Linked DNA regions of Mus musculus: region 1 is linked to region 2. A link is a contact called in public Micro-C data. All regions are on one chromosome and are shown on one strand. The core of a region is the stretch at or near the end of the contact, and the rest is flanking DNA. Distances in the headings are between cores, read along the strand shown.

The links. Hi-C and Micro-C count contacts between places; a contact is called where the count stands out from the background.
Region 1: a Micro-C map of muscle stem cells shows a contact between it and region 2, with 7 times the contacts expected there. The contact joins the enhancer-like site here to the promoter of Rab6a in region 2. A contact is called at or near these places in 2 of 484 Hi-C or Micro-C datasets (muscle stem cells and nephron progenitors), 2 of 115 datasets of contacts at active chromatin or transcription factors (bone marrow-derived macrophages and embryonic stem cells) and 1 of 9 other capture datasets (adipose tissue).

What each region holds. Positions count from the first base shown.
Region 1 is chr7:100,731,923-100,735,042 of GRCm38.p6, forward strand. The region is part of intron 1 of Fam168a (family with sequence similarity 168, member A); the gene reads left to right. Among named protein-coding and RNA genes, the nearest start is that of Fam168a, 27 kb to the left of the region's middle. Within about 2 kb of position 1,364, at least 94 of the 459 cell types and tissues checked have an H3K27ac peak or open chromatin away from gene starts, as enhancers often do. A contact at or near this core is called in adipose tissue and muscle stem cells, where this site is marked.
Region 2 is chr7:100,606,185-100,609,092 of GRCm38.p6, forward strand. It overlaps Rab6a (RAB6A, member RAS oncogene family), which reads left to right and starts at 1,402. Exons shown (of 8, transcript NM_024287.4): 1 at 1,402-2,109. The coding sequence starts at 2,040. It also overlaps a transcript of Mrpl48 not described here.

The sequences.
Region 1 (3,120 bases), core at 114-2,613, 130 kb after region 2:
GTGAATACTTGGCTACAGTTCTGGGCCTGCTCTATGGCTTAGCATGTATTAATTCCGCTCATTTTATTGTGTGTGGGTGTGTGCGTGCATGCATGTGTGTATCTGTGTGTGTGCTTGCGTACTCATGAATGCACCTCCTTAATTTTTATGATACTATGAATTAGTGGATTTTTAGGGTTCTGAAATATGTTTTGGTTATTTTTCTTACAGATTTAAATTGTCTCTTTCTCTCTCTGTAAGTATGTATGTGTGTATATATGTATGTCTGTGCACAATGTGTCTGTGTGTTGGTATGCCATGGTATGCTTTGGAGGGCAGAGGACAACTTTACAGAGTTAGTTCTTCATTCCCACCTTTACCTGGGTTCTGAAAACTCTAATTCAGTTCACCAGGCTTGGTCAGTAAGCACTTTTACCCCCTGAGCCATCTTACTAGCCCTCTTTGCAGATTCTTATAAGCATTGATGTTATATAGTTAAGAGTTCAGATTAACTGCTGAAACAGAGACCCACACAGTTAGTGGCTAAGAAAGTGTAGAAATTTATCTTTCATGTAACATCAGGAGTAAGGCGATTATTACCAAAGCAGTCAGAGGCTCTGCTCCTTGAACTCATCGGGGGAACCCCCATCTCTCTTTCCCATTGCTTTATTTGCATCTTCACAGGCAGCAGCTTATCAACACATTCACCGTCTAGTCTCTGGGAAGGGACAAGAAAGAGGGGTTTATAGTTCTCTAAGAAAGGGCGTGGGCAGCTGATAGTGTAGCTCATTGGTAGAATATGTGGTTAACATCCAGAAGCCAGAAGGTATATTCAGTTTTTCTGGCATTTCATTCATTATATGTAGAACTGTGACATACCTAGTTGTAAATACTACTGGGGAACGTAGTTTCTGGCAAAGTTGTTTGTGCCCAGTTAAATCTTGGCAGAGTGGGGTGGGGGAGGAAAAATGAATACAGTTAGCAGTCTTCCTGAGTCATTGCTAGCAGGCAATGATTTTTATAACCCTCTTCCTTCCATTATTTTAATTAATTCTCACCAGAATCTTTGACGTAGATGTAATAACCATTTTGTCAACTAAGAAACTGGATTTGAAGTATGAAATGACTGGTTCAAAGTCACAAGGATATCTTAAAACTAAACTTGGTATCTTATTCTCCAAACCTTCTCTTCCTGTTCCTTACCTCAGTGAGACACAGCTTTCTCACCCAGGCCAAGAATTTTGTTATCTTCCTGTCCTCCATAACTAAGCTGGGCAGTTATCATCACCTCAGCACTTTTTAGATTGGTGCCTTTCTCCATCCCCACAGCTGTTGCTTTAGCTCAGTCTTTAGCATCTCTGCCTGGACAGCAGCTTTCATTTCCCCCAGTGCTGCCAAGATCACTCCTCAGCCCAAGCCTGCCAAGTCATCTGTCTTCCTGCTACTCACTGTTTACCTTTCTGTTGCTACGTTTTTACTCCTGTCTGTGTTTCGGTTCAAATGGCTCCGGTTGTCTCTCAACTTGGCTTTGCTTCCTCGGTAAAGCTGTTGCTGTTTTTTCCTTCTCTTCACGCTTCTGTGTTGATGCTTGCCATTGGTAATGCTTGAAGAGCTGTGTTGTTATCATGTCTCCCTTTAATCATCAGCACTAGGTCCTCTGGTAGAGTGGCTACTCAATAACTGCTTAAATGGAATGTGACAGACTGGTACTTGAAACCCAATCCCGAGTTTTTCTTATCGTAATGACTCATTCTGTGTTAACTATGTACATATTTCTCAAGAGTTTTCCCAAAACCAAATTTGGGCATCTGATCTTTCAGGAGCTTTTCCCCTTTGGCAGCCAAGAAGATGCTTGAAGATGGCTTTTTGAACCAATGGGCATTTTTGTGGCATCACTCTCTTCTTGTTGTGTATTTAGATTTAAAATGCATAGTTTTATCAATACCTGTAAAAGTCAGATTTTGAACTTAGGGTAATCAAATTGTGGGGAAATTATTTTTCTGATTTCTATTTGAAGAATATATTTTACTTGGCTCTTTACTCAAATGCTATTATAATTTGCAATAGGTGTTTGGTTTATTTCCACAATTACTTTAAGAAACCAAAATTTTGTTTAAACTTTTGGGGAAAAGTAGGCAAATTAGGAAAAAAAAAAGGAACCTCTTAAAGATGGTTTTATTTTTAAGGCCATTTACAAAGTATATGAAAATGAAGAGTGGGATAATTTCTGTTTACCATGGCCACTATCTAGGGAAAGATGGTGCACATCTCAGTAATGAGTATAAAGGTAGTCTGGATATTATAATTTCTGATCACTGAAGCTCACTTACAGTGGGGCTGAAACCATCTGTTTTGGTGTTAATCCTTTAAAACCCAGTTGGTGGAAGTTAACGTGATAAAGGTGCTAAAGCTTGAAATACAGCAGTCGTTTGGTCTGCTTTACATTTCAACTAATTACATGCAGAGTGAAGTGTCTGGGAAAGGAAAGGGGGAATTAATGCTGCAGTCAACGGTTCAGGTCGCAGCGTGAGCCCTGCACACCTGTCACTGGCTGGTGGAAGTTTTCCTCCATAATTAACGCTCCTCTCTCATGTTATTACTTAATTGGATGCCACAGGAGCATGGTGAAACAGTGGAATCCTCTTAATTGCATACCAGCTTTTAAAACAAATCACCAATGTTTAATGTGGTATTGTTTTTATAAGCCTTCTCAGGGAACTGTTTTGAGTGTTTCAGGTCCAAAAGAAAATGTAGTCTCTGCTTTGGAGCATTGAGAATACTGCTGTTTATAAAGTAGACAAATAAATTTCTGAAACATCTCTCCTGAAAGAGTAAGGAGGAGGAGTAACTAACATTGGCACAGTGCTTCACAGTTTGGCCAGCTGTTTCCTTTGTTTTAATTCTTACTGTAGTTCTAAGGAGAGTTATAACCATGTTTTACAGGTGAGGAAACCTCAGATTAGAAAAGTGATGTTCTGGCCGGGCAGTGGTGGTGTACGCCTTTAATCCCAGCACTTGGGAGGCAGAGGCAGGCAGATTTCTGAGTTCGAGGCCAACCTGGTCTATAGAGTGAGTTCCAGGACAGCCAGGGCTACACAGAGAAACCCTGTCTCGAAAAAAAAAAAAAAAAGAAAAAAAAAA
Region 2 (2,908 bases), core at 152-2,651:
CTCTCTCTCTCTCTCTCTCTCTCTCTCTCTCTCTCTCTGCAGGACCTCACTCTGTATCTTAGGCTAAGCTGGAACTAACTCTATAGCCCAGGTTTGCCAAGCCCTGACAGCAATCCTCCGCCTTAGCTTCCTGGGGGTTGGGATTACAGATGTGAAGCACTAGATAGAAAATTACTAGATTTACAAAGGCCATTATAGAAGTTCCCATATACCACTCCAGACTCCTCTATTAACAGCTTACTTTAATAGGACTGATATGTTATAATAAATCAATCAGTACAAAATACTGTTATTAACTAAAATTCATGCTATACTCAAATTATTTTGTTTTTGTCTGATACTCTCTTTTTAGGGATCCCATTCAGATGAAAAGTTACATTTAATTATGTTATGTAACTGTCCACATTATGCTTAGTTCATGTTTTCTTATGGCATTCACCTTTATCTTATTGGATCTCAAATCTGGTTGACAATTGGAAATGCTTCAGATGGCAAATTTAAGGAAGCCCCACTCAAGCACATCCAGAAGTGCTGCTTTAAGGAGAAAGGATGATCTTTTAAATACTCCTTCTGCAGATTTGTGATTTTGTTGAGGCAGCCCTCTGGAATGTTGTGTGACCTTTTCCAAAGCTGCACCGCTAAGTGGGCAGTCATTTCATATCTGTAATATGTGGAGTTTGGCTTATATGATATCTAAACTCATTTCTAGCATGTAGACGATGGTTATCGTCTGATGTTATGGGCACCTAAAACAACGGCCACTCAACAGAAGATCACGCCAACAGACACTAGGGAATTTGATGGCTTAACGTAAGGAGGTAGCAGAGGTTCAAATAAAACCTTGACTCCATGACATGACTACGTGGATTTTGCAAGTCATTTCCTTCTGTTGGACTCCAATTTCCTCACCCACAAAATGGAGAGGACTTGTTTCTGGTAGTTATGAAACTCCACGGAGTAACGGTGGGAAATCTTATATACACGAAGATGCCGAGCAAGGAATTACGTTTTAGAAGGCTAGGGTAAACGGGTGAAGGGCTAAAGTGAGGAAGGAGAAGCGACGTTAAGGGTTTAGCACCTACAATACACCTTTGAGCGACCCAACCCCACCCACGCATTGCTGCGGTCATTCCACCTTGGTTCCGGCTCCGCCTCCGTCCCACCTTCTTTTCCCTCCTCCTTCCTCCAATCGCCTTGCGTCGCGCCACACTTCCTATGGCTGCCAGAACCCCACACCTTCCTCCGCGCGAGAGTCGCGCGCGCGCTCTCGCGTCGCCACCTCAGTTAGCAGCTGCCTGCCCTCCGCTTTTTCTGATTGGCTCGATTTGTCACTGACGTAAGCGCCCCCTTTTTTTTCTCCCCCCCTTGCTTACCCGGAACTCGGTCCCGCCTCCTCCCGGCTTCTCCAGACGCCAGTCGAAACCTGATCGGCCCCTTTCTCCACCGCACGGGAGGAGCCGGGATTGCTGGCGAAACCAGGAAAGCACTGGCGGCGACGCGCACGCACGCACTCACGCACGCACGTCCGAGGCCGGCAGGGCGGCAGGCTCGCGCCCGGACTCGCCCCGCATCCGCGCCAGAGGCTCGCGCACTCAGCGGGTTGTGCTGCGGTGGTGGCGGCGGCGGCTGCTGTGAGAGCCCGAGCACTGCGCGTGCCGAGACCCAGACGCGTCTGCGGCGCTCGCCTCGCCACCCTCCTCTCTCACCTCAGTCTCCGCGCCGCGTTCTGAGGGAAGGAACGGCGCTAGGCTAGCGAAGCCCGAGCGCACCGCTGGCTGCCTCCGACACCGCCCTGCGTCCCTTCGCGGCCGCGGGCCCGGCTCGGTGCTAGGCGACTCTGCGGGGAGGCGGCGGCGGCGGCTGCCGGTCGGTGGAGGCACTCTCCCTTCAGCCTCGCCCCTCTGCCCGGCCCTGCAGGGGCCGAGAGGACTCGGAGGCTGCCCCTTCAGCTCGGCCCTCTTCGTTAGCGGGTTGGAGCTGCAGCGGTCTGGAAGAGGTCTCTGGGCTGAGGCGGCGGCGGCGGCTCCTCCGGCTCCATCATGTCCGCGGGCGGAGACTTCGGGAATCCGCTGAGGAAATTCAAGCTGGTGTTCCTGGGAGAGCAGAGCGGTGAGTGCGCGACTCCCCCGCTCCTGGCAGCCGGCCGCGGCTTCCCCGCACCGCCCCCAGTGCAGCCCTTCTGGCCGCTGAGGCTCCCCGCCGGCCTCGCTCTTCCTAAAACCCCCACCCCAGCCTTTTCCCCGGGTCCCCCGACTCCTCTTGTCCCTGTCCCTGGCTCCTCCTCGCTAGGATCTATCAGGCTTGTAGCTTAGATCTCTGATCCTCGCCCGGACTCCGCCGCCTGCAGCCGGGCCCTCTCGGGCCGCTCTGTCCTCCTCAGTCCTCACCCCGCCCAGCCTCCTGTCCATCCCTTTCTTCCTTTGCTCTGCGTGGTCTCCACCACCCGGGCCGGCTTTATGGGGCCCCACCCTTATTCCTTGCTCTTTTTCCGGTTCCCATTGGAAGTGAGGTCCCACTCCGAGAAGCCCCCAACTCTGGAGAATGGGCCCCCTCTTCAACCTTGGATGAAGGAGGGTGGGATCTGGGCGTTGTTTTCCCCTGAGGCTTGGCTCGGAGTTGTACTAGTCTCTCGGAAGGTGAGAGAAGAGGTGGTCATGGAGAAAAACAATTCTTGCTCAGTTTACACCTAAATGAAGAATTAGTTAGGGTTAGTGAGCTAATATATTTTAACTGAAGGAGACTTGAAAAGAGGTGGCGTTGCCAGTGATGATTTTGGTCCCTTGGGTTGGGACTGGTTGGAAATCCTTATTTTTCTATTAATTTTCGTCATTGACAATTCTTTTGGCTATATTGATGCCTTTTCAGTCTCTGCCAGATGCTATGTCATGATCAGTTTACTTTGAATTTT